3 separate regions of the Mus musculus genome follow, and all the other regions are linked to region 2. The links are chromatin contacts, called in public promoter capture Hi-C maps. All regions are on one chromosome and are shown on one strand. The core of a region is the stretch at or near the end of the contact, and the rest is flanking DNA. Distances in the headings are between cores, read along the strand shown.

The links. Promoter capture Hi-C pulls out the DNA fragments that hold promoters and counts their contacts.
Region 1: a contact with region 2 is called in a promoter capture Hi-C map of hippocampal neurons, with 3 times the contacts expected there. The contact joins two enhancer-like sites. A contact is called at or near these places in 1 of 39 promoter capture datasets (hippocampal neurons) and 3 of 484 Hi-C or Micro-C datasets (cerebellar granule neurons, cerebellum and neural progenitor cells).
Region 3: a contact with region 2 is called in a promoter capture Hi-C map of hippocampal neurons, with 2.1 times the contacts expected there. The contact joins two enhancer-like sites. A contact is called at or near these places in 6 of 39 promoter capture datasets (the HPC-7 cell line, cranial neural crest, embryonic stem cells and 3 more) and 8 of 115 datasets of contacts at active chromatin or transcription factors (bone marrow-derived macrophages, embryonic basal ganglia, embryonic forebrain and 5 more).

The regions. Positions count from the first base shown.
Region 1 is chr2:57,905,349-57,909,744 of GRCm38.p6, reverse strand. No RefSeq gene overlaps it. Among named protein-coding and RNA genes, the nearest start is that of Galnt5, 91 kb to the left of the region's middle. Within about 2 kb of position 2,739, at least 9 of the 459 cell types and tissues checked have an H3K27ac peak or open chromatin away from gene starts, as enhancers often do. A contact at or near this core is called in hippocampal neurons, where this site is marked.
Region 2 is chr2:57,613,376-57,617,310 of GRCm38.p6, reverse strand. No RefSeq gene overlaps it. Among named protein-coding and RNA genes, the nearest start is that of Gm25388, 38 kb to the left of the region's middle. Within about 2 kb of position 2,555, at least 32 of the 459 cell types and tissues checked have an H3K27ac peak or open chromatin away from gene starts, as enhancers often do. A contact at or near this core is called in hippocampal neurons, where this site is marked.
Region 3 is chr2:57,136,340-57,140,335 of GRCm38.p6, reverse strand. The region is part of intron 1 of BB557941 (expressed sequence BB557941); the gene reads left to right. Among named protein-coding and RNA genes, the nearest start is that of Nr4a2, 23 kb to the right of the region's middle. Within about 2 kb of position 1,500, at least 8 of the 459 cell types and tissues checked have an H3K27ac peak or open chromatin away from gene starts, as enhancers often do. A contact at or near this core is called in hippocampal neurons, where this site is marked.

The DNA.
Region 1 (4,396 bases), core at 1,490-3,989, 290 kb before region 2:
GGTAGACAGGCAAAGAATTCTGTATTCCCAGAATCAAAGAGTTGAAAAAACCTCGAGAAGATAGCTGTCAGTTATGAACTCCTACTAATATTGCAGAAGAGCCATCCTGGCAATAATAGCACTTTTCTGATATACACAATTAAATGAGTTTTATATTATTTCTAAGTAACAAACTGCCTATTAAAAACTGAACATCGAGCATACAATATGATAATGTTGGCTACCTTTTTGTTAGTTTATTTGCGTAAATGGCAGATTCTCTGTTTGAAACTGGAGTAATTTTAACAGCCTTCATTTTTCTTGACTTACATAGTAGTTAAACAAACTATTGAGAAACTAAAACATTGCTCTTTTGTAACACATGATGTTTGGAGGAAATTTGCCTTTGTGACGTTTACTGCTGAAATGGATTGTTTTCCATGGGTACTGACCTTTCAGAATGTTGCACATACTAGGGAGTGGATGATAATCCTTTGTAAGTGAACTTACAGAGCTCAACTCTTAAGAGTCACTTGCAATGAATGAAAAATATAGGGATATAATGATAGGGGGAATTATCAGACAGTGGTGAGGAAGGTTTTCCTCAATAAATAAAGTAGGCAATGTGACATGTAAAAATCTAAGACATCATCCATTTGATTTGAGTAGGTTAAACATACCTATCTGAGAATGGTATGTGGCTAATTTTTAAATTTATCAATGTGTAGTAGTGCTGTTGCTACACAAGGTTAGAGACGTTGAAATGGAGTAAGCAGAGTATGAAGTAGAAGAAAAGACAGCTTAATGGGTAAGCACTGGGAATGTACAAAGAAGCAGTAAGAAGATCTCTAAGTAGTAACACAAGCACACATATGAGGAGTTATGGGAAGACCATCAAGGGTAGAGCATACATGAATGTACTGGAAGAGCCAGACTCAAAGTCTTGATAGAGTCCAGACTGCATCTAAAGTCTTTAGTGCTGAGATGACAAACCTGAGTTTGATTCCTATGGACATGGACAGGTATGGGGCTCTTAGGCTGGCAGTATGAAGAAGTCACGCTGATTCGCAGAAGAATAGGATCCTAATGGCATGAACAATGCTCAAGAGTAGAAAAAAAAACCCTCTAGAATAATTCTTTCAGAATTTTTGAATTCTAATATCACCACATGATATCGTGACTCTGAATAATCAGCTAATGTCTCAACATGTTGTTGTCCTTAGAGAGTCTGATAAAGAAAATTCCTCACGAGATTGTATCTTTACTTATATTTTATCTAGTGTGTGTGCCCACACACATGCCCATAGGTGCCATGGCCTGGAAATGGAGGTCAGAGGACAACTTACAGGAGGTTATCCCATACTTCTACCACATGGTGCCTGGGGATAAAGCTTAGGTCGCCACACTTACCTTTATCCACTGAGACATCTCACAGGCCCATGTGCAAGCTCTTCAGAGCAGTACATGCTAAGATTTTAAATGAATGCTACCTACGTTTATTACTTTTTAAATGGTGCCAGCTTGACTCCACACAGAGCCCAATAAGATTTCTTCATCATCTTTAAAATGGATAGGATGAGGACTTCTACACTGGGGGAGGGTGATCTCTGCTATTTAAAGTCTTGCCCTAAAGTTGCCCAACACAGAGCAGGCATTTGTGACTGTTAATTGACTAATTCATGGCCCTAGAGCCCAGGATAGACACTAACTATGAAAGCTTCTATTTTCAATAGATGGATTTGTCCAAGGTGGCAAAACATAAGTTACCTGTAGTCTTTGTGCTAAAGACAGACTGGACCAGACACCTTATTAAGGTTTCTTATAGAATGACAGTGACCCAAGACATGAAGTGTAAGCCTTTGTTTGGGGAAAAGGGATACATTTTTGCCACTGCCAAGACAAACTCTTTTGGACAAATGAAAATTGACTTGGAAATTTTGAAATAAAAATTACAGACCAAACAGGATGTAGCCTGATTAGGGAGGAAATGATTCATTGGAAAAAAGTAAGGAGTCAGCTCTATTTGTGAAAGACTTAAACAATCTTTTTTTTTTTTTTTTAAATCTCAACCCTCAGTGCTGAAGGGGCTGCTCAGCCCTAGTATATTGAAGGTAGAAAATTAGAAGCCAGGATAGAAACAATACAGATTTCCTCTCTCTCTCTCTCTCTCTCTCTCTCTCTCTCTCTCTCTCTCTCTCTCTCTCTCTCTCTCTCTCTCTCTCTCTCCCTCCCTCCCTCTCTCTCTCTCCATATATGTATGTGCTTGCATACATGCACACATACATACTAATTCTTTTGCTTGCTAGCTAGCTACTTTATTTAATAACTGTGTGCTTCCAAATGATTATTAAACTATAGTATGCTTTTGGCAGAAGATGGACCTCCTATCCATGAGTAGAAGGTAATAGGATCAAAGGTACTAGGTGGGAATTGTCTAAAAGTAGAGGGATCCAGTTAAAGACTCAAATCTTTTTTTCTATCTCATGAAACTACACAGTGTAGGGAGTGGCAAGCACTTAGAGGGTTTGCAGCCACATCCCCCCCCCCCATGATGGGGAGCAGCAGAGCTGTCACCTGCTTTACTATGCGGGGTGCCCAGCTTAACCCGTATTTCTTTGGCAACTGTGCCCCAGTGAGAAAAGCTAGCGGTCCATATGTTGAGTAGGCACCATGCCATTTTGACAGGCATGAGTGTCGGCAAGAAAGGGACCATGTATGAGCATCAAATGTGTTTGTTGTGGGAAGGATTCTAGGCCAGGAATATTAAAATAACTGTCTGTCCTTCGCTCTAGCACATATGGTTAAGGAGATATGCTATGATGACTCACATTAACATTGGAAAAAATATATATAGAATTTGCAGCCATGCTAAGTGAGTTTCTGGTGTTGATAAATTGGGCTTGGAATTTTCACAAAGGAAGGCTGAAGAGAGGCATGCATAGTGATAATGGTTTCATTCCATGTATCAAGTGGAATTGACTAAATTTCAGGCATTATTATAGTGCTTCTGGACTGATGGACAGAGTGAAGGATCCTATTAGGGTTTCCCGAGAGGTCCTCAGGTATTTCCTCAGCACAGTTTGAAAAGTAAATGGGATAGGATAGGCTCATTTAATATTTCAATTCCAAAGAAATTAAATTGATGTTAGCAATGTTAGTTCAACTATTTTTCTGCTACAGGGACCATTTGTTTAAAAATCATTAAAGAGCTTTAAATGACATTGTCCTGACATTTTGTGTGATTAAATTAAGGGAATTAGTATAAAGTCATTTCATTTCTCCTTAGCTTTCTAAGTGAATACCATAACTCCCTATATGGGAAAAAAAAAGGACTCATTGAGCCAGCCTTTATAGTTTTGGTGATTTGTATATATGGGTCTGTTGACTGAATAAAAGATTACTTATGGAATTGCTTCATTTCACAATGACCTGTCTCTTCGTATTTCAAAAGGCTTAACTCTTTGGAAAGGCAGCAGTGCATGGCATATAGGATACTCCATGGAAAAAAATCTAAAGACATCCATGTAAGATTTGATAATAGTCCATAAGGTGTTTAAATGTAAACTTGCATGCACATATACACATTTCCCCCTCCAAACCCACACAAGCTTGGCATTTGTCACTTTTTTAAGTCTGGAGAGGCACATCTAGCTTGTATCTAGCGTTAGTAAGTTGGCCTCCCAGGGAACTGCCCTAGTAAGAGTCTAAATATGCATAGGAGAGGCATCTCATTAAAGAATGTTTCTCAAAGATTAGCAATAATTTTAGCATATTATATAATTTCGTTATATACATTATGTTTATTATTTTTTGACTCACTAGATTATAATCTCTTGGGAAAGATCTTTTTAACCTGGTTTTATTACTGTTGATTGTTACCACTGCTGTGTCTGAAAAATACACCTAGAATATTTCCTGGCACATACTCATAACTTAACAAAATTTTTTTTTAAATGAATTAATGAATAAACCACCCTTTTCTATGAGAGAGCTAAAAGACAGATGCCCTGGAGTCTATTCAGTAAAGATTCTTAAAGCAGAAGTCAACTAGATCTCCATCAGCAGCCCCTATCCTAAATAAAAGAAGTTCTTTTTAATAGAGCCAATTTAATCACTCTTATATAAAGTGTGAGTGAAACTTTAGGAAACTTTAATATTGATACTGATCTGTCACATACACACTAAGTTAAAATGAGTGCGCTTGCTTTGCAAACACAGCCTTGTGGCAAACCTCCCAGCTTCCTCTTCCAACCAGATGGCCTCCCCTAAGCCCAACCCTACATAGAATTCTCAAGATGGAGTTGGCCCTGCCTCAGATCCAAATCAGGGTTTTGGGATGGGATGAGGAATGAGCACTTTCCACATGATTTGCAGGTGGGTCTTATGCAACACTATGGCCTGAGAAATGGAGATCTGA
Region 2 (3,935 bases), core at 1,306-3,805:
GATGGTTTAGTGAGGTTCTTGAGGTATCATTTATGTCATTAACTGGCTCATTATCAGATCTGCGAATCTCCATTCTTTTCTGAGCTTTACATTTGAGCATGGAGGCGTCCAAACTGGAGCAGATTCTGGGCTGTCTTTTGTCGTGGCAGGCAGGAAGTTTGAACACAGACAAAGCAAATCGCTTCCATCAGCCCCCGTGCTGTTGTTTCACCTGACTGCCTGCAAGGTCTTGGCAAATCTCTCTTTAGTACGCCTTGCTGGGGGTCAGGGCAGCAGGGTTCAGTCTGGCAGGTAGCTCCATTCAGTTCAGGTGCTCCTGTAGCTGGGGTGAATGAGGGCGGGGAGGGAAGCTGGAGCCGTGAAGCCGTGGGGATTTACTTTCGGAGGTGGCTAACGCTAATTAGGTTAGGAGTGCCTGACTGCCTTCTAAAGCAGCCTCCAGTTTTTCTCCTCTGATAAATAACCCCACGTTTGAAAAACCAGGAAGGGGGAAGAGAAGGATGTGAGAAATGTAATTGTGATTATTTAAGAAGTTAGCTGTTCTTCCGTGCTGATTATCTGCAGCGAGGGAGGGTTCAGCTCCTGCCCCTGGGACTGCATTTTCAATCCACCCGGATAGCCGGGCGAAGAAGAGTCACCGATGACCGATCAGAATATACTTTTTTTTTTTTTTTTTTTTTTGGTTTTGTTTTGTTTTTCGAGACAGGGTTTCTCTGTATAGCCCTGACTGCCCTAGAACTCATTTTTAAAGATAGAAGAATACTCTTGATGAAGACAGACTGGGGGAACATTTTCAGGAAAGACTCAAGAGCACAGTGTTTACCCCTAGCCTCTCTGCTTAGGTGTCTGTCTTCTATTTGCATTGCGTGTTTGATTCCAAGTGGGGGACTTTTGTTGTCGGTGTTTGCCCTATTTACTCTCATATATTGCTTTTTCATGAATCCCAGGGAATGGCATTTAAGTTGCTGTGTTCCTTGGTATTAAAATACTCTCTGATGCAGGCACAAAAGTACCTATAGAAACGCTGGACTCGGATTCACAGGTTATCTGGGGGAAGAAATGCCTGGTGATTTAATTATTCAACATAATTAATTCAAGGCATAGACAATAGTTGCTGGAAAGGGCTCCTTTTCACGAAGGAAAATCGCAGGTAGAAGCTATTATGCCTCATTTTAACCAGTATTTAATATGATATTATACATGTAGATCTGAGACAACAGAATCCTGGGTCATTAATAATTGCATAGATGAGCCTTTATAAGATAGTTTCCTTTTTCCATTTATAGTGCTAAATGAAATAATTTTGGTATTAACTACTAACAGCAGAAAAATGTACAAACCAGCTCACATACACAACTATCCTGCTAGATCCAAAGCCAGTCAAATATGAAATGTCCTGCTTGAACTAAAATAAGTGGTATGGATTGGGCAGGCATTTTTGGTCCCACCTTGAATTGGCAGTGGTGATGGACTAGGAAGACCCAGACTCCTAAGATGCTACTGAGAGGCCTCTCCTTCAAGTCAGCTCTTATCAAAGGGGGATGTCGGCTGCTTCTCATTTTTTACTTGTTGCTTATACGTTAGAGTTAATGAAGCAATGTAGAAAGGTCAGAAGGAAACATTTTTACTTTTTTCCTGCTAAGCAGAATAATTGAAAGCCTTGATAGCAGTGTTGTTGCCTCTGTGTTGTTATAGCAAGAGGACGCTGCCCCCAAGAGCCTGACACTTTTACTAAAGGAGACTTGGTAACAAGGCTTCTGTAATTTCTAATTTGCCTTTTGTGAGACTCATTGTCTCTCCCACATATTGTTTTGGATCACATTGAGATTTTTTTTTTCTTTTTTTAGCTTGACTCTGGGAGTTTTTGTTTAATTTGCCTTACTTATATCAAAGTTGAAATAATTCTAAATTACCTCTAACTTGTATCTAATAGGAAAATCATATAACTTTTGCAAAAAAAGAAAAAAAAATCAAGGCAACGTGTTAAAACCTTCATTCCTTACCGCTCCCTCTCCTAGCTAAACCTTTAAATTAAGAAATGTCGTTTGTAAGCAGAATAAAAGTTGCATATATACAAAATTTCTGATCTCTATTTATGTTTGATTCTGGTGCTGTTAGCAATTCATTTATTCTCAAGTCAACCTTTTAATAACAGTGGAGTACTAAAATAAAGCATTAAGTAGAGGAATACCCTTAAAATACTGTGGCCATTCAGATTTATGAATCCTTTTCTTTTTCACCAAACATTTTAAGACATCATTTTTATACGAAAGCAAATTTAAATACTGCCTGTTTTCACACAAGTGCCGTGCTTAAAGGGACCGTCCATAAGCACAACGCTTGCAGAGCTGTTTGTGCGGTCCCTTGAGAAGTGCCTTAAGCAGATAATTACGTACATGTGTGTATATATGTATGTATTTGTGCTCCACAATACCTGAGTGGTTAGCCAATTAAGCAGAACTTAGCACTAAATGAGTCATCTCTTGTATTTGCTGTATACTGCGGGCACTCTTGAATAAATAAGATCTGCGCTGCTATAAATAGGCTCCTTGAAAGAGGAGTCTTCTCTTGCGCTTTCTTTGTAATGCTCCTCTCCCGGTCTCTGCTTGGGTTTTGCTTTCTACTCTTAATATTGAGCCTGCTCATTAATCTCCGTCCTTTTCTAACGTTAGTCTAGGCTGTTCTTGTAGCTGTAGCGCTCATTGGGTTGCCGTAGGAACAGGAGAGCCGAGTAAATATGCTTATGGAAAAGAAATGACTCCTAATTAAATGTGAATAGCATTTATAAATTGCCTAGTTCTCACAAAATGCAGAGCATAATGTGCTTTGATGTACTTCATTAGTACACGGCACCTATATTTTAAAAATATCTGCTAGTTGAGAAAACCAAATTTTAACGCAAAAGTGATCTTTCGGTGCTTTCGTTTTCCTGCTGACTATAAATCCTGTAATTTAATTCAGATATCCTTTTACTGCATTTACATGGCAGAAAAAGACATTTGGTTGGCCTATGAAACTACTGGAAACCTTCACTGTTCTCTAACCAACGTATAATTCCCCCCACCACCACCTTTTTTTTTGTTCAGAGTACTGCATTTCTATTACATTTTAGACAATAAGGAACGGCTTGCACGTCCAGTCCAAACCCAGGTAGGCAGTATTTTCACATCACACGGTACTGTGGTCTTTGCCTGCCTTGCCTATAAAATCAGGACTTTTGTGTGAACTACAGAGCCAGGTTTCTTTTCGGTCACTGGGCAGCCTTACTTGTGCTTTGTAGGGACAAAAAGCACCTCTCACCCTTTCAGAGATGTGAAGGTCCCCAACTTCAATTATCACTCTGCGTGGTCACAGCAGGGAACTCACAAGGTCCACGCGTGATTTTGCACTTGAGGGGTGGAGTTGCTATGTTTCCTTGGGGGAGCTGGATCTTTGGAATTTACTTATTTCCAAACAGCTGGTGGAGGTCTCCACTTTCCCAGGCATAAGATCTTTCTATCTCAATTCTGTCTGTAATCCAGGATAGACCGGGCCACAGCTTTGCAAGCTCCTAAATTTCACTAGAGTGCTACTGCACCCTGATGATTTCTTTCCAAAGATCTTTATTCTAGAAAGGACCCAAATCACTGGCTATCAAAATAGCAAAGAAAAATACACATCTAAGGTTGTTTTTATTTTTACTTTTCTTAATGCTATGAATGACCCACTTTACATTTCTCTTTGTTTCTCTAAGAGATATGCGCATATGCTTTCCTTCTAGTCCCTCTTTCTGGAAATCTTAACAAATGATCCTCTATTCAGATGAGACCAGACTCACAGGGCAAGAGACTGAGTGAGTCGCTTCCGGGCGCTTGTGTTGTCTGAGCATGCGCAGTTGACTAAGTTCGGCCGCTTGTTCTGTGGGTGTGATTAACATGACTTTTTCTTTTGATTGA
Region 3 (3,996 bases), core at 251-2,750, 480 kb after region 2:
ACTGTTATGAACAGAGTTTTCTGCATTGCACAGTTGGGAACGATGAATCAAACAAGACTTCTGGCTCTGGTTTTCATAGGTTTGTACTTCCATTGTACAGGATGCAGAGATTCATGTATGTGTAAATACGTAGGACGCATAGAAACCAACAATGTCAAAGGAATGCTTGGGATAAGTGATTATCGATTATAGAAATAATAGCACCTTATGATGACCGAACTCTTTGCATCATTCCATGTTACAGTAACAAATTCACATGCACTGACCAAATTACTGCTCACAACAGCCCAGTGAGGGGGGTAACTTGATTCTCTCCTAGATAAGTAAATCCCACTAGCAGCTAGTAAGTGGCAGAGTTGAGTTTTAGAACTAGGTCTGCCTGCCTGCAAAGCCCTTGATCTTAATCTCTATCTCATTATGCTTCAGAAACACACATTTTAAGCTGGGTAGAATCGATAAGTAAAAGCCAGTTATTGTAGAATATGGATTTTTGCCACTCTTGACAGACAGAAGATGTGACATTTCAACTGCTGGCAATAGGTCTTCAAGAGTTCTTCTTAAAAATGCAAATCTGTACTCTCAGGAGGATAACATATTTTTAAAAAAATAAACATTTCAGGCTCTTAACTTGCATGTCCTTGTGAAACCTTGCAAATAGGTTGAGTGACAGGTAAGCTTTGAAGTGGGTAAGGAATAGCAGGTGTGGAAGAAGGGAGAGGCAGTACTGACTGGAAGGCTGGGAGAGATTTTTGCTTTGAGGAAACAGGCATCATGAAAGAATGGGGCACCCACAGTGGGCACTTCTACATGGGCATAGGATATAGAAACAGCTAATGTAAAACTCGCAACTCAATACTTTTGTATAAGGCCAGTGTTAACGTGTCTTAAAAAATTTAGTCATATGTCATTAGCAACTGAGCAAATTAGCAAGTACACATTTAAAAAAATTATATTATTTGGCCCAATCAGTGACTGAGATGCCAGTTCCATTATCTGAGAATTCCAAATCAAAGATTTCTTTTACATATTTTGCTCCACCATTCATTCTGAAGTGACATAGTTTACCCATGATCACCAGTAACATGATTCTAAATTAGCATTATACCCAGAACAGGGATGCTAATATAATCAATTGCTAATTAGTTCTGTTGCTCCTTTCCATTGCAATTATGCTCCTGTGTTAGCATAATACTTGGTGATACATGACTCACAAAATTTAACTGTGATTTTTATTTAAATACTTAGTTTCCATCGTCATAATGCTAATAATTATAAGGATGATTATAATAATAAAAATAAGTACAAGTGGTTTAAGGGTTAGAGATGAGAGTCTAAAAATGATATCCTCAAGATCTGCGTTTATCCTACATCAATAATTTTGTAACAAATTTGCCCAATTTACAAATCAAAAATAGATTCTTCTGTCAGCAAAGTATCAGTCTTGTATCTGAAAATCAAGCACAGCTTGTTCATCGTCAGAAACCACAGAGGCTCTGAAATCAGAACTTAGCTGCCAATTTTGTTGATGATGCATAAGATGAAGCCGGGTACAGCTGGCTCTTCTTTCCTGCGCTAGCTTTGCGGCACTGACATTCGTGAAAAATCTGTTTGTTTTTTGTTTCAGGAAATTAAATAGCTATGACTAAAATGAAGCAGAGGGAACAGATATATCTGGGTAATAACCAGGTGCCATTTTTATTTTTAAATTATTTTTTTTCCTGCAGAATCACTTGATTTACCAAGACACTACTTTGACTTGACCTGTTGGCACATATGACCTCAGATAATACAGAGGAAGCTCCTGCCACAGATAAGCTAGAGGACTCCATTTTTTGATAACTAGAGAAGACACAACTTAAATAACTTGCAACTTAGCCTCCTCATAAATAAGTACATACCATGTCCTCAAGACTACTCCTTCCAATAGGGTGTCATATTTCACATTTGTAAAAATAGCTTCATTTGCTGACATGTAAACTGCTTTTTCAGAATGAGCACTTCATGTGCTTAGCACCTAAGCTTAAAGCCTTCATTTAACAGAAATAAGCCGATTCCTAAATATTACCCTAAAATGAAGAAACAAGAGAGTTTTAAATACTGCAACATTAAGTTAATGACATAAAGCTGCATTTTAAATCTTTAAATCTACTGGAAGCTCCGTGAGTCGGGAATATTCGTTTCCTTTCTTTCTGGCAAGCCTTAAATAGGCGCTGCCTGGTCCAGGGTAAAGAAGAGAATTGGATACATGCGGTAACTGTCAGCACTCTGGATCTTTTTAAAGTTATCATAAAGATGATGGTTGTTGTTGTTGCTGTTGATGATGATGATGATGATTGGTAGTGTGTGGGTTGTACTGGTGTATGCATGGGATGAATTTGTCCATACTTGCCTGGGTGGAGGTCAGAGGTCAGTGGTGAGCCTTCACATGAGCTTTTGAGACAAGGCATCTCACTAACACTGGAGCTTGCTGTTTTGGTTAGACTGCTTGTCTGAAGAACCTGTCTGGCCAGAGAACCCATAGGATCCTGAAGGCTGTATCCTTCCCCAACTCTGGGGTTATGGACCATGCCGGTATGCTCAGCTTTATATGTGGGTGCTGGGGATAGAGCCAAACTGGTCTTCATGCTTATGGAGCAAGCACTTTATCTACTGAGCTTTCCCCGTAGAGCTCCCTCCCCCACCAAGGTCATAAAGATACAAAGAGAGGAAGGAAAGAGAATATACTGTGTTTTTTTCCCTCTTCCTTCCTTTCTTTTTTCTTTTTTAAAGTCAGAGACTCGCTACTCATAGTTTTGGCTGCAGCCCAAGCAGATTCACTTGCTTTTGTATCCCGAGTGCTGGGATTAATACTTGTCTGGCCTGACACACTTTTAAAAACAATAGAATAGGGGGACGAAAGCTTTTCCATTTATTTACTTATAAATTTCTTTATTATTGGCAGTCAAGATTAAATCTAAGGGCCTCTCAGATGCTAGGCAAGTGCTCTGCCCCGGGGCCACATACCTGGTCCCCATCAGCTTCTTTTCATTCACTGTTCATCATGAACAAAGAGAGTTGGTGGGAATCTCAGTGGTAGAATATATGGTTGCCATGCAAGAGACCTTAGATTAGCCAGGCTTCATAGCACAGGCACATGCCTTTAATCCTAGCACTCGGGGCCGGGGGCGGGGCCGGGGGCGGGTAGATCTTTGTGATTTTGAGGCCAGCCTGGTCTACATATTGAGCTTTAGGAAACCAGGGATACGGGGGCTGGAGAGCTGGAGAGCTCTGACTGCTCTTCCAAAGGTCCCGAGTTCAAATCCCAGCAACCACATGGTGGCTCACAACCATCTGTAATGAGGTCTGACTCCCTCTTCTGGTATGTCTTAAGACAGCTACAGTGTACTTACATATAATAATAAATAAATAAATCTTTAAAAAAATGATTTAAAAAAAAAGAAAAACAAAAAGGATACCAGGGATACATAGAAAGACCCTATCTCAAAAGACTAAAACACATAAATAAGAGACCCTTATTTCCATCCATAGCATCATCAAAATAAATAAGTGAAAAATTTTAAATCTAGCATTGTAATGAATTTGAAGGGCAGTTCCATCATGGAAACAAGATACTTAATCAACCAAACACAATTTGAAAAAAAGAATATTAGGAATAAATACAAATTATTAAACACACAGAATCACACATGACATATATATATATCATATCATGACATATATATATCATATCATATATATCTATAATATATATGTATGTATGTATATATGCATAAGATATATAATAAGAAAAATATTATAGCCCTGAAAAAATAGCATAAAGTATAACAATGAACAAAAGACAAATTTGAAAATATATACAATGTAAGTAAAAAAAGATATGAAGTGCTAATGTTTCTAGAAACATTGCTTACAACTACCAAACAGCAACCTGTGTCCATCAAAAGATGAGTGAACATAGTGTCTACACAGTGGAATGTTGTCCACCTTAAAAAGGAA